Regions from separate parts of the Mus musculus genome. Here regions 1, 2 and 4 are each linked to region 3. A link is a contact called in public Hi-C, Micro-C and promoter capture Hi-C data. All regions are on one chromosome and are shown on one strand. The core of a region is the stretch at or near the end of the contact, and the rest is flanking DNA. Distances in the headings are between cores, read along the strand shown. Region 1 overlaps Nfatc2 (nuclear factor of activated T cells, cytoplasmic, calcineurin dependent 2). Region 2 has its middle 20 kb from the start of Gm33413. Region 3 holds the start of Kcng1 (potassium voltage-gated channel, subfamily G, member 1). Region 4 has its middle 31 kb from the start of Gm46787.

Region 1 (6,317 bases), core at 674-3,173, 240 kb before region 3:
CTCATGACCTGCCAGGACCCAAGGTCCCCCTGTGGTAGTAATTGTCCCACACTGACAGAACCCTGGCTCTGCAGAGACACCTTCCAGCCAGCCTCCCCTGTGTCCCTCCAGAGGCTCCCAGGCAGAGTATAGTCTTGGCCACTCAGCCCTGTAGGCGTGGGCAAGGACCCGTGAGGTTTCCCTCAAAGTCTCTGAGGTGCTTGCTGCTTGGCTGCAGGTCAGCGCTGGCACTGGGAAAAGTGAGTCGCCACTCCCGGCGGACTCAGAGCTTGTAAAACTATGGGACCCTGAGACAATTTATGAGGTGCCAGAAACCGGGCAGGAGCAGCATCGAGAGGCTTGGGGCCACCTGGAAGCTTAAGTCGGAGCCTGGGTCTGGTGTGTCGCCAAGCTGGAGCCCACTCCAAAGGATGGATTTGAACCCAGGCAGGGTTTGCTTGGAGAACTGTAGATAGGAAGGTTTGGACGGCCTGGAATCTTTGAGTAGCTGATGGGAGCTTTGGGGACTTATGGGAGCTGTGGGAGAAAGCCCAGGAAAGCCAGGGACTTCCTGAGAGCCCTCTGAGGGCCTACATGCTGCCCCAATTAGCAGTAGCAGCTGGTAGAAGTTGCATCAGGCAGAACTGTGGGTCCCGGGAGGGGGGGATGCGGGCGGGGGGGGTTGCTCTAGCTGCCACTCACCTCTGTTCAGTTCCTCTCTCCGAGGCTAATTGGATCGCTTTGCTTCGCTAAGGGGTTCTCCAAGGACTGGGGTGCTGTCTAGGAGGATTTTTCCCTGCCTCAGGTGGCCTCTGCCATGTGGAACTGAGCCCTGAACCGTGTGTGATAAGCCACACGGGAGGAAGGGTAGAGTGTCCACCTCTGGCCTCTGCCTACAGCACGCAGATACAGGGGCCCCAGGGAGTGGCCGGGTTTCTCTGGACTATTACTAAGCAGTGCCTCAGCCTGATGCCACTGCAGATTCTGAGACGCAGCAAACCTGCCTTCTGGCTCGGGAGCCACTGACAAACCTCAGAGGCCGTTGGTAGACCAGGCAGGCCACATTGGTGTAATAGGAAGCGGCACCCTGAGCCTGTGTTGAGCTCAGCCCTGAACATTCCTGCATGCTGAGCATGCATTGGGCATTGTTTCCCACCCCCTACAGGGACTCACTGTGCCAAATAGTGGACGGTAGTGCACACTACAGCTCACTGAGAGGTTATCATTTACTGCCACAGGCTACACGTTTTCGAGCACACTAAATTTGCCTTTTTGTGCCTGATTCCTTTTATATAGAATGAGATTGTCAAGGTGTCAGCACTTTGCTCCTTTTTCCTGGCTCAATAATATTCCGAATGGACATACCACCCTTTGTACACTCATGTATCCGCCCTGGACATTTTGATTGAGATGAGGTAGTTTGCCAGCTGTGTTCTAACCATGTCTACTGTGAACATATGGTCTGTATAAAGCTTACCTGGGTAGCAGGCACTGTTACCATGGCACAGAGGAGACTCTCAGATGCAGGACTCCTGTCCACCACAGCAATGATGCCAAATATTATGCTGACTGTGGCCATCCGGGACCATTAGGATTGTTTACTAAATAATGGCAGCTGGGGTCCTACCGTCAGATCCTTTAAGTCAAAATCTCTACAACTGTTACTCTTAGCTAGGAGTGACCTTGTGTTCCTCCTTCTCCAGGAGACTGCAGCCCTGTCTGTGTGCATTTTGAGACGTCGCAGCTGGTAGGCAGAGTACTGCTGGCATCCAGTGGGAAGACAGGAGAGATTTGGGGTGCCCTGGAATACTAAAGTAGCACGTGACATGACCCCAAAGTAAAGAACGGTTCAGCCCTGAGGCAGGAGACATGGATGGAGGCTGAGAGTCTACATCTTAGAAGTCCAATGGGGTGTCGGGCTGGGGCTGGGGAGGAGCCAGACACTGGTGAGATCCCATTCAGAAGGCTTGGCCACACCTCGTGTGTGACACAGAGGCTTCTAGGAAGCTGGCTTGCTCTCCTTACACTTTTATTAAAGACTCCATCCCCTTTGGGGAAGAAAGGTAACAGGCAGTTGTACCCAGGTTGCTGGGAGAGGAGGCTGCCCCAGATCCATGCATTCGGTGCATTTGCGCAGTGCTTTGTGATTCACAGCAGGCTCCCACCCCTCAGAGAGCTAGCCGGGCCTGGCCCCGCCCTGCCGCCCCACCCCCACCCCCGGCTGGCTACAAGCCCTTGGCTGGTCTCCCCAGTAGCCATGACTCAGGTTTTCCACCTGTAAAATGGGAGGGGTGGCATCTCCAGCGCCAGCAGCCCCTAGCCCTCCACCCCGGCTTCATCAAAGGCGATTCTGAAAAGCCGGGTCTGTAGCTGCTGTTTTCACTGCTAGTAAAATTGCCTTAGCAGTGGTTCAATTAGAAAGCCAAGGGGCTCCCACGCTGAAAAGACAGGCTTAATGATGTGCTCATGTGGGAGGAATTAGCAGTTTTATCCCTGGCCCCTCTGCGCATCCTGGAGCCCACAGGTGGTGGGATGTGCTGTTGGCTCTGAGCAGACAACATCAGGACCGTGGGGCTGGGCAACCCACTGTGGAAGCCTAAGGAGTCCCTAAGTGCACCTGCTGACCAGCCCTGGGGACAGAGGAAGAGGGTGATGTCTGTCCGACATGGAAGGAAAGGGTTAAGTTTGGGCCTCACGCGGCCGCTGCGCTGCTCAGGCTCCCGGCTGGCTCCCAGCTCCCGGATGGGGAGGTCCAGGGGCCCTGGCATGGAAAGACCTGGCCCTCTGCCCAGCCCTCAGCTCTTAGAAGAGCCAGGAGCTCAAGCTGACTCACCAGGAAGGCGGGGCTGAGGAGGGAGGGAGGAGCCTAAGGGGAGTGGGAGGGGCCTGGCTGCCGCTAGCCTTCCTCTGTGGCTGTTGACCCACCTGCTTCTATTCGTTGTCTTCTGCCGCCTGACTTCCACATAGGGCTGAGGGGGTGACTCTGGGTGCTGGGGCCTGCTTCCGAGGGTTCCCATTTCAACAAGTCGGGGACCTGTAGATCGGCTGTTCTTGAAAGTATTGAGTCCCGCCCAGCTTTCATTCATTGTGGATAAAGACAGCAGAGATAAGAAAGCCCAGTCTTGCCACACTCGGCCACTTCTAGGACCTCTCTCCTGGGGTTGAGGATAGCTCGTCTGCCTAGCTTGTCTCAAAGTGAGCCTTTCTCCAGAGAAGGGCTAAGCAGGAGGGAAGATGGGAGAAAGTGGGGTGGGGGCACCCAGGGAACCTCCCAAAGGAGGCCAGGTTAAATAGGACCTTGGGTGGTGAGGGAGGGGCCACTCACATAGGGTGGAGGGCAGAGCCTAGGGTTACTCAGAAGCTCAAAGGTAGTAGTTTGCCTAAGAGGTAGCAAGGCCTAGTGCTTGGGGGTACAGTGCTTACCCAGCCTGCCTGAGGACCTAGGTTCCACCCTCAGGCAGATATACAATGGGTACACACACACACTATCTATCTATCTATCTATCTATCTATCTATCTATCTATCTATCTGAGAGGAGAAGACAGGGAGAGAGAGAATATTTAGACGTTCTAGAAATTAGCAGGAACATAGTGAGAATGAAGTCGTGGGGAGTATACAGCTTATGGTCAGAATCACCCACAGACTTGTGCTAGGTGTGCCCTTAGCTCACGTGGGGCTGTGAGAGTCTGGGTTGAAGAGTGTAAGAAGAAGCAATGTGACAGTGGAGACCTTCATGAGGGGGTCAACTCGTCCCTGCACAAAGGAGAATGAAGACCCAGTCCGTCCTGTTTCTGCTCCTCCTGGATTCTTTTTTTTTTCCTGACAAATGATTTATTAATGAAGTTTATTAACTCTTAATTTCCTGCAGAGAAACTTCCATATGTACAAATCAGCATCAAGTCTCCAGCAAGACCTTTGCTTACAGGACTACGCCCTCAGCTCCACAGAACAAGCACTGGTCCTGGTCACCAAGGAAAAACAAGTCTTGAAAAAAACAAAAACCCCAACGCTCTTGAACCTGGCTTCTTTATACCACCCGAGGAAAATCCTTTTATTCTACATTCTCTTTCCTCTTGGCCAGCTTCTAAAATGGCACTGGGGAAAAAGATGAAAAAAACCGTTGCTTATAGGGACGATGTTTCCAAAGAGAAACTGGAAATTAGTCTCTTCTTAAATAGAAAATAGTTTTAGCCTAAAAGATACTAGCATTAAGTAACATAAGAAAAACTTCAACTTCCAAAATTCAAAATGTAGACAATGCAAGCCTAACAAGGGTTGAGAGTGAGAAGCACACAGGAAAATCTGTAGCAAACTCAGATTTCTGGATTTTAACTTCCTCCGGGTGTGATGGTATCTGATAGCCACCAAAGCAAACTGGCTTTTCCAAGGATGTGATGTTTGGAGATGCCCACTTGGGTCTCCATTCCTACCTCTCTGCTGCAGCTCTGGGTTTCTCTGGTTCATGCTGTCTCTCTTCCTTTTGCCTTCAGCTCAGCGCTCTGCCCACGAGCTGCCCATGGTGGAGAGACAAGACATGGACAGCTGCCTGGTCTACGGGGGCCAGCAGATGATCCTCACGGGCCAGAACTTCACAGCGGAGTCCAAGGTTGTGTTCATGGAGAAGACTACAGGTCAGTGGCTTCCTCACTTTCTCTCCGTTCTCTGAGCTAGACAGAAGTGAACACCGCACCACACTCCAGCCTACTGGGTAACTTCCCGCTCTTCTGGCTCACCCCACGGTGACCCGCAGCCACGTAGATCACTGTTGATGAGGGTGACATACTCAGATTGGTCCTTGGACGTTTCCATGGAGACGAAGCTTGTCCTCCTTCATCAACCTTGTCTTGATAATTTGTTTTTCTTCACGCAGGAAAACATTTAAAAAAAAAAACTTTTCCTATTATTAAAAGGAGAAACTGGGTGTTTTGCAGCTCAGAGGCAGGCACTCCGGTGTCAAGAATATTCTGAAGTGGATACTTTGTCACTGAGGCTTGCTGCATAGGAAAAGAAGTGGGAAGAGGCTAAGCTGGGCTGTGGGTCCCCTTTTAGAAACGTGAGTGTCGGGTCTGATGAGCTGTGGACATCCTTAGATAAGCCAGGATCTCATCTTTCAGAGGCAAGATATCTAGGAGCGGGCAGCAGAGAGAATCTAGCTAAGTGCAGAGGTCTCTATTAGAATCTTGTAGCTAGATGACTCACAGTATGGCCTCCAGTGGGGACAGGGAGAGCAGCAGGCAGGTGCTGGGAAGTCCCATTGCTGTCACAGCAGCAGGGAGACTGCAGAACACATTCTGTGAGAAGCCTGAGGTCTGAGCTATGGGTGTGGGCATCCGAGGGATCTGTGTCCCCGGGGATGGGGTGACAGTGGGCACAGGAGACACACTGGGGTGGGGTGACAGTAGGCACAGGAGACACACTGGGGCAGGAACTGAAAGTAAAATTGACAACATAGTCTGTCCCCACATGGGAGGGGCTTATGGTCATGTTCTTTCTGAGACACAGTTGACACCATTGCTGCCTAAGAGTGGTGGGTGGGCCTTCTGTGAGGGGAACATGTTCCCGCATCCCTGACTCTTCTGCCTGGAGAACTTGTGCTGAGCAGGGAACAGGCAGGAGGCAGGGGCTGAGCCACTACCCGCCGGACTCTGTCGGATAAATCTCTCTGCTTACAAGGAGACATTTTTGTGTCTGCGTGTTCAACTGCACTTTCTCACTGCACAAACGTTTGTGTGGATGCTTCATGGTTCCCCAGAACCTGGCTGTCAGCGGTTGTGGTGCATCCCACTGTAGGGCGCTGCAGTGCTAACGTTATTAAGCTGGTTCGTTTCTGTTGAGACTGTGTCATCCAGCTAGAGACACATTTCTGTTTGGTCTGGGCATGCATGTTAGTCCCATTTCCCACTGCCGTGATGGATATCTTAACAGAAACAACCGAGGAAGGCCTCACTTTGGCTCCCGATTCAAGGGTCTCCAGCCTGTCACAAGGCAGCAGGCCACACTGCATCTGAAATCAAGAGGCAGAGAGCCCAGAAGGCTAGCGTTCAGCTCTGTTTTTTTAAAAATTTGGTCAGGCAGTTAGGGTGAGTCTTCCTACCTCAGCCAACCTCGTCTAGATCACTTCTCACGGGCACACCCAGAGACTCGTCTCTTAGTTGATTCTAGATCTCGTCAAGTTGATACTATTAACCATCACCACATGGTGAAGAGATGGGCACCTCCTTGGCGGATGCTTGAGCCTGTGATTAACACGGAGTGTGGATGTACAGGGTACAGTGCCTTCTCCAGGACGAGGACACTGTCCTCAGGCATGTCCAGACAGACATGACTTTAAAGCATC
Region 2 (6,192 bases), core at 1,576-4,075, 180 kb before region 3:
CTCATACCCTCCCCTACTAATCATCGAGGGACAGTGCTATAGGGAGCTGTTGGGGACTGGGAAAGGCCCTTGTGGGCGCTGACTAATCAGCTCCCAACAGCGGAAGGTGAAGAGCCTTTGGGAGAGGAAAGTTGGGGTGGGGTGGGGGGCTGGGGGAGGAGCTGAGCCACCCAGGACCACCTGGAGGCAAGGTGCCAGGACATTAGCTAGGCCCACAGGAAACGGCTAGGCCAGGGGAAAGACTCTGGCCCTTTCTAAATTGCATTTAAAAACAAAGAATACATTGGAGAGGGAATGGGCCTGGTTGTTTTTAAAAGTGAGAAATATGAGCTTTCTTCGTGCGGCACACCTCTCCCAGGACCCCAGGGAACCAGCCGGGAGCCCCTGCCGCCCTGCTAAACGGCACCTTCAAGCGGAGGCTGTGAGCCTAAGAAAATGTTGAGGTAAGGTCCATAGCTGCCCGGGCAGCCAGAAGCAAGATTAACTGAATGGTGCAAACAAACGAGGCTCCTTCCTGGGCAAGGTGCGCAGGGGCAGGCCTAGCTGCCACCACCCACACCCTCAGGCCCTGCTCTGGGCCCCACTCTGGCTCTTGGGGTTTCTGGTTTGCACAGGACAGCACCATCACTTTCCAGCCAATGGGAAGAGGAGCGCACAAGGCCTCGTGGGTAATGTGGAAGAGGAAAAAGTGCCAAGCAGGGCACTGGCCTGGGAGCTCTGTTCTCTCAGTTTCTCTCGGCTTGGCACCCTGCTTTCCTACCAGCTGTTCATGTGTTGTTAGGTAATGAAAACTTAAAATCTCAAAATTTGCCGGCACTCATTTTTTTACTGTTCGCTCACATGCTGTCGGCTCAAGCACCAAGTTGAGAGCATCTAACCCATGGCGGAATGGCTGAGCTCTTCCCAGGCAACAGGAACAGCAACAAATGACCCCAGCTGCCCTTCCGGCCCACGAGAGTGCTGCCAGGAAAACCCCAGGGACCCCTTCCGGAGTCCCCTGCTGTCTTTCCCACGGAGAGTCCTTCCATTCTGTGCCGAGTGGATGGCAGTGACTTCACACTCAAAGGGACTTCCCTCCTGGGTTTGTTCCCAGCTTTCTAGGATCCACTGAGTGCCAGTTGAGGATGCAGCATCTCAGCACCCACCCTCCCTCCACACTCACCTTGAACTTGTCCGGATGCCGGACTCACTCAGGATTCTGAAGTCCACACTCCCAAGCATGGGGTGGTGAGGGACCGTGGAGCCAAGTGCGGAAACCCCTTTTCTCCCACCCATGAGCACGCCCCCTTGTCCTAGCAGGACCTCGTTTATAGAATCCAAGTTCAAAGAAAAGAGATGATTGAGACTCTCTCAACAGTGGAGGCAGTGGGTGGGGGTGGTGTTGGGGTGGGGGCGGGAGGGGCTACCAGGGTTAGCTTACCCCCCCCCCCGCCCCCCAGCACAGGAAGCACGCCTGTGAGGAGGATTCTGGAAGCCTGGTCACTCTTCATATTGAAATCTCACGTGAACATGTAACACGGCCAGTTTGGAAGCCGTGAAGGCTGGAATCTGAAAGTGACAGTTACGCTGGGATGATGGCTGCTTTTAGATCAGCTCCAAACTTCTGAATAAGTGTCCTGGTCCATGTCATGGCACCCATTAACACCCTGTCCTGACTTCCGTGGTGACTCCTGTCCTACTTAGATCACAGCACACACTCCTCACAGGGACCAGAGGCCCTGAATGAGCCACGCCCCTTCCTGCTGCCCCTTTGAAACCTGCTTGCTCTCTCTCTCTCTCTCTCCCTCTCCCTCTCCCTCCCTCCCTCCCTCAACCCCATCTCCATCAGCAAATCCCCTGGAACCAGTTTCTCAACACCTCAGATCTGAACTCTGCTCCCCTCTCATTTGCCATCAGCACTCCCCCACACTGATTGCTGGCCCCATCGGGCCCTCATGGTGCCAGTGGCTCTCACACAACAGCAGAGAGACTCTGTTCAAGTCACTCAGGGCATGAGCCTCTTCCATCCGAGCCTCAAGGAGCTTCCTATGCTAACAGAAGCAGAGGTCTAAGGCTGTCCAAAACCCAGGCTAGCCCTCCAAGCCATCGGCCCCTTCCCTCCCCCTCCATTTGCTTCCCCTCCTCCCACCGAGCTGTTTCCTTTGAACCTCCATCTGCCTTCCTCAATGCCACTGACATCCTGGGCAGGATGGAGGGCCCCACAGTATCTCAGCTCACCCTGGCTCTTGTCAGGAACACGCTCACCCATACAGCATAGCAACCAAAAGTGTCCTGAGGGGCTGGAGAGATGGCTCAGGGGTTAAGAACACTGGCTGCTCTTCTAGTGGACATGGGGTTCAATTCCCAGCACTGGCATGGCAGCTCACAGCCATCTATAACTACGGTCTTAAGGGACCCCACTCCCCAACTCTAACAATTACTCTGTATCTCTTTAACTCCACCATTTTAAGACCACTTCTTAAAATCTGTAGTCTCTGGTTGTGGGAGTTGTGAATGAGCTGGGCCCCCGGGGGTGTGAGTGTGGGAGGATGGCCCTGTCGCTTGTCTGCCCTGTGGCAGTGTGGGCAATGGGGAGATGTCCACCGTCCTGCTACCTGCAACAGGTGGGAGATCTGGCCCTGGGGTCATGAGAGCAGGAGAGCGGGCCCTGCCCCTCACCTGCTGCAGGCCCTGCACCTTGCCTGGGCAGCACAGCAAAGCTGGCCCTGTTACAGTGAGCAAGCCCCAAGGGTAGAAGAGTGATAGAGCTGTTTCTGTCCCTTGCCAGCTAGGGCACCGGGTGGATGAGTTAGCTGGGACAGTGCAGGAGAGCTCACCCTGGTGGTATGGATGTGGGAGAGCGGGCTGGCTGACCAGCTCAGATACTTCTCAGGCCCCAAATCCAGGGCTGTGAGTTAGCCACACCAACTTCTAGCCCATGAATGACCTGCTGGGGCTCGTGAACGGGCTGATCCTACAGATGCAAAGCTGCAGGATCTCCATGGCACAGGGTAACAACAGGATAACTGGGAGGAGTCCCTGTGAGGATCTGGTGTTGATGGTGTAGCAGAAGCCAGAGGCCTTGAACCAGACCAAAGACTCATTGCGATGAACGTTTGCAAGCAAAGAAGTGTGGACACAAGGGTACACTGTGGGACGCACTGTGGCACACTAGAGGTCCCAGGATAAGATTTTCTTTCTTTTTTTGGGGGGGGGGATGCAAGGGAGTAGGGTGGTAGGAAGGGATGGGGGGATGGGTGGGATTGGGGTGCATGATGTGAAATTCACAAAGAATAATAATAAAAAAAAGGTTTTAAAAAGCTGTAGCCTCCATTAGAATGTGAGTCTGCAAGGGACCTCGGCATCTTCCAGGGCACCTCAAGAGGACCTCAAGGGGACTTTAGCATCTCATCCCATCCTCCTCTTCCTGGCGCAATAGGACCATCATGCAACAAATCATGAGCAAGGGGATCCCCCATGCACACAGTACTTGGGGTGACCCTTCTCTCGGACACATAAGCTGCTGGTCAAGTCCTTGGCCTTTACCTAGCAGGGGAGAATAATAGGACTCACACATCCCACCTCACACTGTATCCAACTGACCAGTTGCCCCCAGCTGCTCTGGACACTTGGAATGGCACTAAAAATTCACATCAGCACTGGCCAATCAGAAAAGAGCATGAGTCCCAGTGACTGGCCTAGGACACCGGACATATGAGACAGGTTAGAATCTACGTCAGGACCCTGAATACCAGTGGCATGAGTTGACTAAGCCTGATTGCAGCGTGATGACTCCAGCCCACAGGCATGCTACCAGCCCCTGCCCGCTTCCAAAACCAGGACCCATCCTCCTGCAGCGGCGAGACGGACACCTAAACCCCAAGTGATGTCATGATGCTCTGGCCACAGCTTAATCAGTTCAAGAGGTGTCTTGTTTCAGGACTGTGTGGGAATGGGTAGAGGCTGTCCCTGAGGCCGTCTCTGACAGGAGCACCCTGTCATCTGGCAGCCACAGCCTACTTGAGAAGGCCATCCAGCTGGGGCTCGCTTTCTTTGAGTGGTTTCTTCTTTTCCATGACACAGCCAGAGAGAAACGGTCGGCAGAGCAGACACCTCCCCTGTGCCCTGGGGGTACCCAGGACTGCCTCCAGGATCTCACAGAAATACAGGTATCATAGAGATCACACAGAAGTCACTTGTGGCACACCAGTCATAGGTGTCAGTGATGGTGGGCATGCGTCCTGCTTCGTCTTGTTGGTGGTGTGATCAAGCAGTGTCTCTCATTTAAAGGTCACAGCTACCTCCACGCTGCTTTCCAGATGAGAAGGGTTACCCAGGTGTCCCCAATATGTATTTCTCATCAGGAAAAAAAGGCACTATCATTCATCCATCCATGCGTCCCCTGACCACCGAGGCTGATGTCCCCGCGTGCTGCCTTTCTCCTCCCACTCACACCCTGCCCCTGGGCTGGCCCCATGGCTCCCCTTCTAGGAGACCCCCCAGGCCTGCCCACATGCTCCCTGTCCCCAGGGCCTCCTCCGGTTCCGTAGCCTATCCCTGGAGCCATGGGCAGGCTATCCCCCCCCCCCAAACCACCCCCCCCCACCATCGTCTACCCCTGAAATGCCAGCTGAGGCTTCTAGAGTTCTGAGGACAAAGCCATGAGAAGCCCCCCCTGCCCTAAGTGCCCACAATTCACCTCTTGACTGTACTCTGGGGGAGTACATGCCTACTGTGTGCATTTCTTGAGCACCTACTGTGTGCCTGCTCTTTACATTCTAAACATTCCCCAGTCGGCATTCTGTGTGTGAGGTCATCATGGGATGGAGGCCCAGAACCACGTTCCCTCCTGACATGCGCTGACACGCGCCAGCCCTGTCTTTCTGTACTGGCTGGCCAACCTTGAGTAACAAATCCCCTAGCAAGCACAGTAGCGGTAAGCCATTCATTTTGTTTCTCTTTGTATCCATAAAAGGAAGGTCCAAGTGTGGCCCAGCCATGTCTTCAGTCCTGGGGTTCCCAGGGCAGTGTCTCCTCCTGGAGTGACAGAGGGGGACCTAGCTCCTTCCTGTGGCCTCCGGTAGGGTTCAGTTCCTCAGGAGTGGGCCCAACATCTTCAAGGATCTTCCTTACGTCCTCACCACATGGACCTCTGCACAGTGGAGTTGATTTTAACAGACTACCTCAAAGAGCTCATTTCCTCTCCTTAGAAGGCACTTTAGTTCTGACACAGCAGGACTATGATGTCTTTAATGTCCCAGTGTGATGTCATTAATGTCCTGATGTTATGTCATTAATGTCCCAATGTGATATCATTAATCTCCCAATGTGATGTCATTCATGTCCCAATGTGATGTCACTCATCTCCCAATGTGATGTCATTAATGCCCCATGTGATGTCATTCATGTCCCAATGTGATGTCATTCATCTCCCAATGTGATGTCATTCATGTCACAATGTGATGTCATCACCCCACACACAGAGCCTCCATGCTCAGTGACATCACTGTCCAAGATGAATGCTATAGCTCCAGCCATCATCTTGGCATTTCAGGCAGGACAAAGGGACACCAGGGCTGAGCTTCCAGTGACAGGGACACTCTATAGAAGTCTTTACCAAGGCCCCCTCTGGTGACTTCCACTTACCTCACTGCCCCCCAGCTGCAAAAAAGGTGGGTGCTCCATATTTTTAGCAATATACAACACAGAGTGAATAAATTAGAGGTTCTGTTCTCAGAGAGAGACCTGACAATCAGCCCTCATGTGTGCGTTCAGATAGGAAGTTGTGGGCAGCTGATTCTGAGCATGACAGCCACCACCATTTTCATCACAGTGGCGTGGACTTCCCAGAAGAGACCCTCACAGCCTGCCTGGCTGACTGTCCCTCACGGGAGAGGGCCATTAGACCCCCACCTGAGATTCCAGCTGCACCTTCACCCTCCTCCCCTCCAGCTGTGCATGTTTCTGAAGAAGCTAGCTGCATGTGACCCCGTGTTCCCGCTGTCCAAGCTGCACGTGACCTCGTGTTCTCACAGCTTTGGGAGGTGTAGCTAACACAGAGCATGGATGGTTAACTGAGTGCACGTGCTGGGGGCGTGGGGTTCCCTCTATGCAGCTGTGAGAAAGTCGACATCAATGTTGGGGTAAGGCTTCCCAGTAGTGCAGCTGTCTGGGGTTCACTCATCCTCCTACAGGCGACCCCCCACCATGCCC
Region 3 (6,385 bases), core at 3,275-5,774:
TGTGGACTTTTGCTAAGACAGACTCACACGGTGTTTTGATGAGGCGGAGCCCATGAGAGGACACGTGATATTTGGAAGGAGTATAAATAGGACTCAACGGACAGTGACAGCATGCTTGTAAGGCTAGCTTTGCAATTCTTCATTGGTCTCTTGTCTTCGCTGATCTTCACTTTGTTGAGAGAGGCGTAGCAGAGAACTTCTCCTGGTGTCCCTGATGGTCCTGGTCACCCTTGCAGACTTGTGTCAGCCTGGCTGTCTCTGCTAGATTGCACCACCACTGCTGATTCGTGTTTGCTGTCCTGACACTTCTAAACTGCTGGTGTATTCCTGAAGTGTTTGTGAGTGGATCAAGCTGTCGCTGCTAATTCCTGTGAACTGAACTGCTGATTTCCTGACAACACAGATTGGATTTGCTTCAAAGAACAATTTCTAAACAGGTTCACCTCCCCCGGAATCCTAATAACCTTTCTTTTCCACTATCTCTGCTAAGTGGTGGGCTAGAAGTGAGGTTAAAGCATTTAAGAATCGTTATTAAAGGTAGGCTTTGAAAGAACTAAACCCACAGCCATGACTTCAATCTCTTCTTCTCTTCTCTTCTCTTCTCTTCTCTTCTCTTCTCTTCTCTTCTTTCTCTTCTTCTCTCTCTCTCTCTCTCTCTCTCTCTCTCTCTCTCTCTCTCTCTCTCTCTCCATATATGTATCTGGGCATGGTGGTTCACACCTTTAATCCCAGCACTCAGGAGGCTGATGCAGACAGACTTCTGTGTATTCCCAACCAGACTGGTCTACACAGGAAGCTCCAGGACAGCCAGGGCGCAAGAAAAAAAGAAAGAAAGAGAGAGAGAGAGAGAGAGAGAGAGAGAGAGAGAGAGAGAGAGAGAGAGGAAGGAAGGAAGGAAGGAAGGAAGGAAGGAAGAAAGAAAGAAAGAAAGAAAGAAAGAAAGAAAGAAAGAAAGAAAGAAAGAAAGGAAGGAAGGAAGAAAAGGGCCCCAGGCTGGAGCTGGGGTGAAAGAGTGACCTTGTAGGCTCTTCCAAAGAAGTCACTAAGGAGAACTAATAACATCTTGATACAATATCTTAAAATATCAAAATTAATGCAAAATGATCAGTGTTGTGCTAAACATCCAGGCCTGTCCTTGAGTGGCCCATTCTCACACACTGCTCACCCCCACTCCTGGATGAGGAGTCTCAAGGTGACAAAGAAAATCCATGGGGTGAAGACTCTGGGTAGAGGAGCAGGGCAGGCAAGAATCAGAGGCCCAGAAAGGGGACAGAGTGGCCAGAAGATGGGGTCTCCTGAGAGAGAAAGGTACCTGGCTCTCCTCCCTGACCTGACTCCAGTCCTTTCCCTATAACAAGCTGCACTCCTCAAGTCCCGGGATATGGCCCAGTTCCCTAGCTAACCTCTTCAGACTCCCCAGCTATAATCTAATCTAAACGTTTTTATCTCTGGTGATAGGTAAGAGCTTCAGACAGCTGTGGATAACCCTAGCTGCCTCGGGAAAGCAACCAGGGACTTGGTGACTCGCTGACAGTGGGTAGTGGATAAGATGGAGAACATACTTGACCCGCTGACAGCAACTCCCTTTTAAGGCAAGTCCTGAGGCAGCTCTAATGAGTCTCCTCCGGCCCCTAGGGGAATGGCGTTTGGTTTCAGGGTGAGTTTAGGCTTTGGGGTCGGACTGGCATGGCTTCAGATCCGGCTTTGCCATCTACCATGTGAATCTAGGAGGTTTGCTAAGATGATCTGCACCAGCTCTGGCTCCTGGGGATCTGGCAGTAACTTAAATGACTTACATGATGGGATGCAGGCTGAGAAACAAACCGTGGTCCTCACTAGCACTGCTGGCCAGGGAGGCAGGAGGGTCAAGAGTTCAAGTGCATCCTCAGATGTATCAAGTTCAAGGTCAGGAAATCCTGATCAATAATCTTTATAAAATTAAAACAAATTAAGTTTTTAATTAAATTAAAAACAAAGTTTAGTGGTGGACAGCTATAATCCCAGCTCTTAGAAGGGGGGTGATAGAAGTGTGTGAAATTCAAGGTCATCCTTAGCTACATAGCAAGTTCAAGGCTAGCTTGGGTTACAAGAAACCCTTTCTCAAAAAAAAAAAAAAAAAATACTAGCCAGATCTGCCAGCTTTTCAAAAAAAATAATAATGTCATATGAAATGTGATTTTTAAATGTTAGCAATCAATTTCAAACTTCTTAAAACTTAACCCAGTAGAGACAAATAAAGCAGGGCTCCGTGCCATAGCCCGCCTACAGATCAAGTGCGAGCCTGTTACCCACAGGCTACCCCATGTGTCAGCAAGCCTGATGGTCCTCATCTTTTCAGAAAGCCGACCCCAGCACCCTCAGCATCCTTCTCCACAGGACAACTTGGCCAGGGATGCTTCTCGGGAGGAAAATGAAGATAAGAACTGGAGATCTGGCAGGAGGCACAAGAGAGAGCTGCAGAGGGAATCCTTAAAAGGATTTAGAAGGATTTTATTGTACTTGGTGAAGCACAGCAGGGGATAAGATCATAAATTCACCCTTGAGAACAGCCTGGGTCTGAGACTGTGTGGAGGTCGGGGGTAGAGGGCAGGGGAGGGTGGAGTCTTTGCCTCTGTTGTGCTGGGCTTTCTGTCTTCAAGTCACCCCAACACCAGACTCAGGTGCCCCGAGTTCCGATAGGCCCAGACCCAAGGATAAAGTAGTTAGGCTAGCTTGGGCTTCACAACCCATCTAAGTATCTCTCTGAGGCCAGATGGAGCTGGGATAAACTGAAGTCTTCAAAAAGCCCAGACCAGGGAACTTGCTGGAAGGGTCACAAGTATGATCCAGTGGGTTTGAAGAATTCTCCAGAGGACTCAGACCACAGTAAGGTTTTGAGAACTTCTGCTCACATCCTGGTCCTGCCGTCCTCCATGGGGACAGCAGTAGTAGGCTTGCTGTCATAGGACAGTGCTGGCTTCCTCCAACAATCACTGAAGAGGCTACTCTTAAGTTTTCCCATGTGGAAGCTGCCGGCCAGAGGAAGACAGCACAGCCCTTGCTCTGGAACCCGAGGCTCAGAAGAAAGCAAGAAAGATGGATGTATGGGTCCTTCTGTTCATGCTAACAGAGCACCAAGGACCAGCCATGTTTTCAACATGGGACGTGGGAGCACTGGCCTCCAGAGTCCACCGAGAACCTTTATGTTGGCCTCTGTTATTTATGTCCCTCCGGCACACTGCCTCCCCGTGTCTCTCAGCATCTCAGAAGCCTTTGTTTGCCCCTTAGTGGGATCTCTTTGCAAATCTCCCAAAGATGAGGTCCTCTCAGTTCCTGGCCCTGATCTGGAGTCGACTTTGTTCCATCTGAAGAGCCCCTCCCCCACCTCCCCTTCTACTTGCACTTCCCGCCCCCCTTTCTCCTGGTGTAGACGCTGCAGAAGCTTGAGAGTTCTTGGGACAGGTCCTCAGCTGACTCTCTGACTCTGCCATCTGTCTCCACCCACGTGCTGAGTGAACCCAAAGCTTACATCCCCCGGGGCCAAGCCTAAGCAACTCGTTAAAGAAGCCCCAGGCATAGGAGGCACACTCGCTGAGCTTGGTTCCTGAGTCTCTCCTGCTTCCCTGATGGAGGAGAAAGGACAGTACCAATCAATTTCCCCAAGCAGGTTACTCCCTCTCTTCTCAGACAGCTTTCCCACCTAATCCCAAATCCTGCTGCAACTTCTGCCAACTCAGAGGCCTCCAGAATCCACCCTGTCCTCTCCAGGCTGTTGACTGAGTACAGGACCCAGAGACTGCCAGACCGGGACCCACCCGGGACAGTGAGGAACTACAGCATAGGAGTCATTCTGGGGCCCAGAGCGCTCATTCTTTGGCTTTGGTGACACTGCAAAGGTGGCGCAGGCCCTGGACCGCAGGGGCAGGAAAAGCCCAAGGCCGCCAATGGAGAAGGCACATGTATGGCTGGTATGGTAAGGTGGAGAGCGTGTGGGGCTCCCGGACTGCCACACATAAAATGCGGCCACCCCACCCCACCCCCGACGTGACATCTGCAGTGTCCGTGACAGTTCAGCGTGAGGTTGGACCTAAGGACAGAAGACTGGTTCGGTGGCGTTCCCACGATAGCGACTCACGTGGGGAATGAGGCTCGGGTCCTGGTACTCGCTGAGCCTAGGGTGGAAGAGCGTCCCACGACCACTGAGAAAACTGGAGAAGTGGATGCGCCTCAGGCCAGGAGCCCTGGGAGGAGCAGCGCTGGGACTTAAAAGGTCGCCACCGGAAGGCAGGGGCCTGCAGGGCGCAGGAGATGATTATGGGAGGAGATGGTTATGGGCAGGATGGGGAGAGTGCAGCACTGCGTTCCGCTAGGACCTGGACTCTGGGTCGGGTCAGGGTGCGTGGCATCGCAGTGGCGGGTCCCGCGGTGGCTCCATCCTCCCGCCCCCCGCCCGCCCCTCTCCCCGCCCCGCGCGCAGTCCCCTCCCTCCGTCCCGCCTCCTGCCCGGCCACCTCCCTCAGCTGCTGCCGCGCCGCGTTGCCGGCGCACTTGCAGCCCGGCGGGCACCAGGAGGCGGAGGCGGGACGGTCAGGGGTCCAGCGCGCAGGACAGCGGCCCTGGGGCCAAAGTTTGCGGGCAGCCCCGGCAGGCCAAGCGGGTCCCACGTGCCGCTTGCTGCCCCCTCTCGCATCCTCACCCCGGCATCGCTGCGCCGGGAGACAGAGCTGCGGCCCGGCTAGCTCCTAGGCGGGGACGCCGCGACGGGAACTTAAGGTGGGAACTTCGCGGGCTGCAGCCTGGCGGGACCCTGCTCCTGCAAGCGGCGCTCCGGGCTCTGCACGTGGCCGCGGCCCCGGTACCCTCTGCGGATACCTAGGAGCCCCGGAGAGGCCGCCCGGGCGATGCGGCATGCACCCACGCGGCCGCAGTTTGGTCCGGCCACGGATCCTTTCCAGGGGTCCCCGGAATGCGTAGTGCGCTCTGACTTTGCGTGCAGGGTTTTTGGGGTCCCACGGGAGGAGTTGGAATGCGGGGAAGTCTTTCACTGTCAATAGGCACGGAAGGCAGCATCCCCACCAGCGGGACTCATTTAAGTCATTCATTAATTACGAACTCAGTGAAGGCTTATGGACCGCCTACTGTGTGCAAGGCCCTAGTGACTATTCAGTGGTCGCGGGCCTTAGCATCTAGTAAGAAAGTTAGAGGTCTCCTTAACCTCAGTGTACCCGGGATAAGTGGCCCGGCTTTGCTCATAGTTTTTGGGTGTGGATGGAAAAGAGACGAACTCGTTCATTCTCTGGGTTGTACAAAAATTGGTTGAGCACCTGCTGTGGGCATCTCACTATGCCAAACACTCAGTGTTCATCCAGTCATTTATTCAACAAGCCTGGATTGAACAATGGCCGAGGTGGCGACAGGACAATGGACTCTGGCGATGGGGGGGCGGGGGGGAGGTTGAGACTCTCAGGCCCTGCCTCAGAAGGGCACAGCCTGCCAGGGTGGCCCGCGCTACAGCATATGTGTATAGCAGATTTAAGGTTGGTGCTTAATGCGTTCATTCCTGGGTGGGTGGGGGGTCCGATCCCTGGAGAGGAAGAAGTGGGCTTTTAAAAGCTCTTTAGTGGGGGCTGGGAGTGATGATGAGGGCTGAGAAGGTTCATCTAATGTTAGGTGAGCACAGCCTCCTCCTAGTGATGGGGCTTAGAGGCCAAGCTGTCACTTTGGCACACATTTTGTTAAACACTTGCAATGCAGAGGTACTTAAGGGGTGCTAAACACCTGAGTTCCCCAAGTAGATAATAGGTGGGAGGCAAACGCATACTCACCCCTCCTCGGTGACATCTGAGCTAAGTCCACAGGAAGGTGAGAGGAGGGGGCAGGGATTGGTCTGATTCGCTGGAGAAAGGAGGGCCTGCCAGACTATAAATCTAGGTAGATATTCGCTGGGGTTTGTTTGACACCCCCAACCCTCCACCAACGTGCACACACACACACACACACACACACACACACACACACCTATGACGGTACTCAGAGTCACTGCCTGGTGTCTCATCAATAAACACATCACCAGGTTAAGTGGTACTCCTGGAGATTAGGGCAGTGGGGTGTGCACACGGTGGGTTTTTCTACCTGTGGGTCTTTATGCTTTTGCAGCTTTGCACAGGCACCTGCTGTAGAGGGTGGGGAGGGAAGTGTGGCTAGGCATGGAGGCTTGGCCCCAAGGGATTGCTCCTACCAGCCCAGCTCTGAGCCAATCCATTCCAGTGGAAAAATGTCTGCTGTGGGACACACTCCAAACCCACAGGGGACGAATGAACCGAAAACAAGTCACCCTGAGCCTCTTCCCAGAGCTGGAGGACCCGGACTGTGAGTGTCTTGCAGCCTGATGAGGCAGACTCCTGGG
Region 4 (5,597 bases), core at 316-2,815, 170 kb after region 3:
GGGTGGGGCAAAGATGGGATTCTGGGACTCTGGTGAAGTGAGTGGGCTAGACTTAGTGGCTCCCAAAAAGAAAGACAGGGGGTGCGGGGGGGGGCAAAGGGAGAGAGAGAGAGAGAGAGAGAGAGAGAGAATGAATATGAATGAATAGGTGATAAATTTGACACACCCAGGCTGGGAGGCTCACCCAAATTCTGCAGTGCCTGGGCCAAGGAGGAGGCCCTCCTTCCAATACAAACGGGGAAGCTCAAAGGGGAGAGGACCAGACCATAGTCTAGTTTTGAATTTCTAGCTGATGCCTTTTAAAATATTATGTTTATTTTTAAACGGGCTGGTCTTAGGGTTGGAAATAAATACCCACCACCCTGATCCTTCCCTGCTGTGTGTGTGAGTTCATCTTCTATCTGACAACCCTCCAGAGCAATCTAAACTGGCTCCATCTGGCTTTTGCGTGCCCTGGGGCTGCTGGCTCCCCACTTCTGGAAGTGTGACTGATTTTCCACATCCATCCAGACTCTCCAGCTCTCTGCCCAGCATCTTCTGGGAAATTCTTGGCAGTGCCTTGGGTACCAGGCACTTAGAAAGGGAATCCACTGAGACCACACATGGCCATCCATCCATCCATCCATTCATCCATCATAGCTATGACATGTCTAGTTCTGAGTTCTTTCACGAGTCACCCCCACCCCCACCCCCCTCTAGCAAGCCTGCCAGGGCTGGGAACTGCTGGAAGAGCCCAGGCTGGCCTTGGTTGGCCAGCAGCACTGAGTGGCAAAAGCCACTGGGTGGACAACCAGAAGAAAGGCTAGGGGAGGTGAGCGAGGGCTGAGGCTTGGCAGGGTGTCCCATGGTCACCAGGCGCTGCCTATACTGCGTTGGTTCAGCTGTAGCCTGGCCATGAGGCCTAGGAAAGGCGGGAACTGGATTGAAGTTTCATTCAGCAAGGTGGTAATTTGGGGGTGAGAGAGGAAGTTGGGGAGAGTGCACTAAAGGTTTGGATATCTGGAAGGCCAGTTTCTTTGAAGTTCGTTATAACCAAACTTTAAGAGTACTTTTGGGAGGGAGAGGCGGGAGGATCAAGGTTTGAGGTGATTCCCTGGTACCTGTATGTTTGAAGTTAGCCCGGGCTAGGCTTAGGGAAATTGTCAATTTCTGGAGAAGTTGTCACACTCTAAAGGATCTGGGAAGCCAGAAATCACTGTGTTTCTGGAATCCCGTGTCCCAACCCACTTTTTGAACTGGGGACCCAGGAGAAATGGGGAGCTGTCCTGCCCTTTTTCTACCAAGTCAGTCACTAATTGGTTTTGACACACCCCCACTCAGGGCTTCACCTGGTGAAGGTCCTAAGCCAAGGACCCTGCCCAAGGCCGCAGGAAAGATTTTAAACAAAGAGCTGAATTCGCACAGGGTCTAGCCTCTTAGAGGACTCAAGGCTATGGTCCCCAGGTTCTACCCCAAGTGGTCCTGGAAAGGCCTGGAATGCGCTGCTAGCCAGAGGCCTGGAATGCAGCCTGCAGAGGCCGCACCCTGCCCAAACCAGTTTGAACCAGCTGCGGGAAGAAGCCAGTCCAGTCCCTTGGAGCTCCCTCTGGCGCCCAAGCTGTCTTAGAACTGCAGCCGGTTTTAGACTAGGTCTCTGTGGGTGGGGGCGGGGCCCCAGCAAGGCCTGGAGATGGGAGTGGGGGTGGGGTGGTGATAAGTGGGGTGTGTGTAGGGGGGAGTTGGGGGTGCCTGCCCAGCCTCTGCCCAGCGTGGAGACTCCCGGGAACCCTGAGCTGGGCCCCAGGTCACGTCCTTCCATTCCCGCATCTTTGGGCTTCACCTCATGGCACACAGTGGTCGATCTGCCTTTCAGCATCCAGGCCTAAGCCCTGCCTGCGGTGGTGCAGGACAGTTATGCCCCCGGTTTAGGTGGAGGCAGGAGAATCGGAGATTCAAGGACGTTCTAGGGTACATATCAAGTTTGAGGCCTTGATACATATATGATCCTATTTCAAAGAGAGGAGAAACACACAAATTGTGAACACAGTGAAAATTCTTTTTTTATGTGTGTATTTAAACTTTCATTGGATTTACGTATTGTTGGGGGAGGGGAGGAGTGTGTGTGTGTACGTACACGTGTGAAAATCAGGACATTTTTGTGTGGGGAGGGTGTCCATTCTCTCCTTCCATCATGTAATTCCCAGGAATTGTTGGCTACAGACCTTGTTCAGGTGGAATCCTGACACTGTGAGTTAGTTGCTGTGGGATGTGGCCTTAGCTTTGAGTTTTGGATGACACTGGAGTTAGTCCCTTGTGCCAGGTTCTGGGCTTGCTCAGCTGTGGCACTTCTAGGCTCTGCAAGTGTCATCACGTTGGTGGCCCAAGTGTGTGTCACTGTGTGCCGGGCACTATTCCCAGATTGCTGGGTTCCCATCACACCAGCGTGAACATCAGCCCTGCAATGTCTCCATTGAATGGAGGTGGAAACAGGCCTGGAGAGATTGAGCATTGTGGTCATCTTCATAGCTAATCAGTGAGAGTGTGTAGAAGCCAGGAATGGTGGCACACACATTTAAACCCAGCACTCAGGGGGCAGAGGCAGGTGGATTTCTGTAAGTTTGGGGCTAGCCTTGTCTACAAAGCAAGTCCAGGATAGTCAGGAGTATATAGAGAAACCTTGTTTGGGGAAAGAAAAGGAAACAAGAAAAGAAAAGATCATATAGAGGATGGGCAGTTAACTGCAAGGGCTCCATGCAGCCACAGGGAGGAGGGACGACATCACCAAAGGGTCCCCTCCCCCACAGGCTCATGAACACTTTGTTCTCCAGTTGGTGGCACTGTGGTGGGAGCTATGGAACCTTTAGGAGGCACAGCCCTGCTGGAGGAAGTTTATCAGTTGGCGTGGATTTTGAGGGGTACAGTCTCACCCCGCTTCCAGTTTGCTCTTCCTGTTTCCTGTGTGCAGTTGAGACTCGATCTCTAAGCTCTGGCCTCCTATGGCCACTGCGACCCACCCTCTGGAAGAAAGGCAAACCCTTCCCTCTTCCTTAAGTGGCTTTGGTCATGGTGTTTTACCACAGCAACAGAAAAGTATCCCACATACCAGGCTGAGGCAGTTTAGTGACTCAGCAGCTGGTTTGGGGGTGCCTAGGTGCCTACTTGAAACCCTAGTAAACTCATTGCCTAAGCTGGACATAGGCAGAATGGCGGCTCTGGCTGGCTGACGGTGGTGCCCTGTCTGGAGTGAACAGGAATTTATTCGTTTCTCTCCAGGCAAATTCACACAGCCGGGCCCTTGATGGCTATCACACATGCTCACCGGGTGCCGGTCACAGGGTGAGCCGGCACGTGCCCATACCACATGGATAGTTTTTCTGAACAAAACATGAATAGCTCTCCTGTGTTGAGCTCAGTGAGGCCCCAGGAAGACCCGAGATCAAGGCTGGTGAGACCTCATAGGGTACTCTGAGGACTTGAACTGCTTACCCACAGTTCAAGAGAAATGGTCCCTGCAAGGTGACCTCTGACCTCTACGCTAGTGCTGTGGCATGATGTGCACACCCAAAATACATCCTCCCCCTCCCACTCCCACTCCTCCCTCCCCCTCCCCCTCCCTCCTCCTCCTCCTCCTCCTCCTCTTCTTCTTCTTCTTCTTCTTCTTCTTCTGTTTTTCGAGACAGGGTTTCTCTGTATAGCCTTGGCTGTCCTGGAACTCACTTTGTAGACTAGGCTGGCCTAGAACTCAGAAATCTGCCTGCCTCCCGAGTGCTGGGATTAAAGGCGTGCGCCACCACGCCCGGCTTCTTCCTATCCTTTTAAAAAGGAGCTGACATCAAATCAACTGTCTTCAGGCTCCGGGTCTCTCTCTCTCTCTCTCTCTCTCTCCACTTGCTGTTGTTTTTGTTTTTAAGGCATGGTTTCTCTAAGTCACTCTGTCTGAGCATTGGGACTGACGGTATTGGGACTGATGGTACGTACTACCCTGCCTAGTTAGCTCCTCTTGATCGTGGCAGGGAGCTTTGGAGGGAACTATTTCTGGTGGTCACCACACAGCAGGTAGTCTCAACCTATGTAGGTTCACATACCGGGTGCGCAGCTACCCTACGTGACCTTGGTAGAGTTGACTAACCTCTCTGTGCCTTATTTCCCTCATTAGTTAGTGCTGCAGTGTGGCTTACCAGTTTTCGAAGGGGTGCCGTGTGCTCACCCCATAAATGGCATCCAAGAGTGTCTGGCAGACAGAAAGCCTCACCTGCTGGGAGTGGGATGAACAAGCTGGTGTTTTCAAGACAGGGCAGAGTTGGTCAGGTCACAATGTAACGGGTGAACCTGCCAGGCAGGGTCTTGGTTAGCAAGCACGCATGCGTTGGGACCTTCGCTGGGCTAGGGGCTGTTGCTGAGGCTGCAGAAACAGATTCCCTGAAGATGATGGGAGAGGTTCAATGTGGGCTCTCTAGGGAAGGATTACAAGTGAACCAGCACAGCACCCCGCCAGACTGTGCAAGATGGTCGGCCCCTGCCAGGCTGCAGAACAGACCCCTGGCGCTGTGCTCTGGGGACCAAGGATGGCAAATTCTAACTCGGTCCCGGGCATCCCTGCCCCCTGGTGGACATACTTGGTATGGCATCCTCTCAGAGCCTGGGTGGTGGTTCAATTAGTTGCTTGGGGGTTCATCAAAGCTGCTTGTCTATGACACACTGACGTCATCAAGCAGGCTCTTTACAAGAGAGCTGAGAACTTTGAGATGGAGAAAGGCTTGGTTGGAAGATGGCAGTGACGTTCACTCCAGCTGGCCTGGAAGGAGGTAGGTGGCCTCACTGTGACCTGCCTGGACTAGTGGACAGGAGAAGCAGGTGTTCAAGGAAACCTGGGCTGCAGCTAACGTCTGGCTGCAGCCACTTAAGTGTTCCATACTCCTGATGCACCTGGAGGAGGCCTGAGCCTTGCCAGGCCACAGCCTGTACTCAGGACATTTGACCCACCCCGATCCCAGACTCCTTTCTTTGTGAATCCGTGACAGTTCTAGCAGAGAGGTGGCAACGGCTCACATGGCCCTGTCACACACAGGTAGGGCTGTGCTTGAAGTAAAGCTGACATAGAGTAGAGTACACAGGGGTCTGTCTCAGACATAAAAGTGACCAGGACCCCTGGTGTGCCAAGTAAGCGGCAAACCTCCTGGGAAGTTAGGAATTATGTATACACGTGTGTGTGTGTGTGTGTGTGTGTGTGTGTGTGTGTGAGAGAGAGAGAGAGAGAGAGAGAGAGAGAGAGAGAGAGAGAGAGAGAGAGAAGCATATGTGTGTCATAGTATGAGTGTGGAGGTCAGAGGACAGTTAGCCAGAGCTGACTCTCTTCTTCTACCTTATGGGGCACCAGGCTTGGTGGCCAGTGCCTTGGGCCATTTTACCATATCCACTTGGGGGATCTGTCCAGCAGGAAGCCCGAGCAGGGTGAACCAACCATGGGTTCTTCACAAAATGTGGAATAGAAGATGGTAGAATTTCTGATAGCCTCAGAAAGATTGTTCTTTTTGTATGTGTATGGTGGGTGTCTGTGTGCATGTATGTTTGCACATGTTGGTGTATGTGTGTGTGTGTGTGTGTGCACACAGGTGAAC

What was found. Promoter capture Hi-C pulls out the DNA fragments that hold promoters and counts their contacts. Hi-C and Micro-C count contacts between places; a contact is called where the count stands out from the background.
Region 1: a contact with region 3 is called in a Micro-C map of embryonic stem cells, with 2.1 times the contacts expected there. The contact joins the enhancer-like site here to the promoter of Kcng1 in region 3. A contact is called at or near these places in 3 of 39 promoter capture datasets (the C10 cell line, embryonic stem cells and pre-B cells), 1 of 484 Hi-C or Micro-C datasets (embryonic stem cells), 1 of 115 datasets of contacts at active chromatin or transcription factors (embryonic stem cells) and 2 of 9 other capture datasets (adipose tissue and embryonic stem cells).
Region 2: a contact with region 3 is called in a Hi-C map of pre-B cells, with 3 times the contacts expected there. The contact joins the enhancer-like site here to the promoter of Kcng1 in region 3. A contact is called at or near these places in 5 of 39 promoter capture datasets (embryonic stem cells, frontonasal cranial neural crest, liver and 2 more), 5 of 484 Hi-C or Micro-C datasets (Sertoli cells, bone marrow-derived macrophages, embryonic stem cells and 2 more), 10 of 115 datasets of contacts at active chromatin or transcription factors (embryonic basal ganglia, embryonic forebrain, embryonic hindbrain and 5 more) and 2 of 9 other capture datasets (liver and macrophages).
Region 4: a promoter capture Hi-C map of stem cell-derived epiblast-like cells shows a contact between it and region 3, with 2.7 times the contacts expected there. The contact joins the enhancer-like site here to the promoter of Kcng1 in region 3. A contact is called at or near these places in 1 of 39 promoter capture datasets (stem cell-derived epiblast-like cells), 1 of 15 datasets of contacts at CTCF or cohesin (embryonic stem cells), 4 of 484 Hi-C or Micro-C datasets (all in embryonic stem cells), 5 of 115 datasets of contacts at active chromatin or transcription factors (all in embryonic stem cells) and 3 of 9 other capture datasets (adipose tissue, embryonic stem cells and pancreatic islet).

What each region holds. Positions count from the first base shown.
Region 1 is chr2:168,521,532-168,527,848 of GRCm38.p6, reverse strand. Nfatc2 (nuclear factor of activated T cells, cytoplasmic, calcineurin dependent 2) reads left to right here. Exons shown (of 11, transcript NM_001136073.2): 6 at 4,471-4,611. Among named protein-coding and RNA genes, the nearest start is that of Nfatc2, 66 kb to the left of the region's middle. Within about 2 kb of position 1,923, at least 247 of the 459 cell types and tissues checked have an H3K27ac peak or open chromatin away from gene starts, as enhancers often do. A contact at or near this core is called in adipose tissue and embryonic stem cells, where this site is marked.
Region 2 is chr2:168,456,449-168,462,640 of GRCm38.p6, reverse strand. No RefSeq gene overlaps it. Among named protein-coding and RNA genes, the nearest start is that of Gm33413, 20 kb to the right of the region's middle. Within about 2 kb of position 2,825, at least 33 of the 459 cell types and tissues checked have an H3K27ac peak or open chromatin away from gene starts, as enhancers often do.
Region 3 is chr2:168,279,245-168,285,629 of GRCm38.p6, reverse strand. It overlaps Kcng1 (potassium voltage-gated channel, subfamily G, member 1), which reads left to right and starts at 4,524. Exons shown (of 3, transcript NM_001081134.2): 1 at 4,524-4,752.
Region 4 is chr2:168,111,094-168,116,690 of GRCm38.p6, reverse strand. No RefSeq gene overlaps it. Among named protein-coding and RNA genes, the nearest start is that of Gm46787, 31 kb to the left of the region's middle. Within about 2 kb of position 1,565, at least 104 of the 459 cell types and tissues checked have an H3K27ac peak or open chromatin away from gene starts, as enhancers often do. A contact at or near this core is called in embryonic stem cells and stem cell-derived epiblast-like cells, where this site is marked.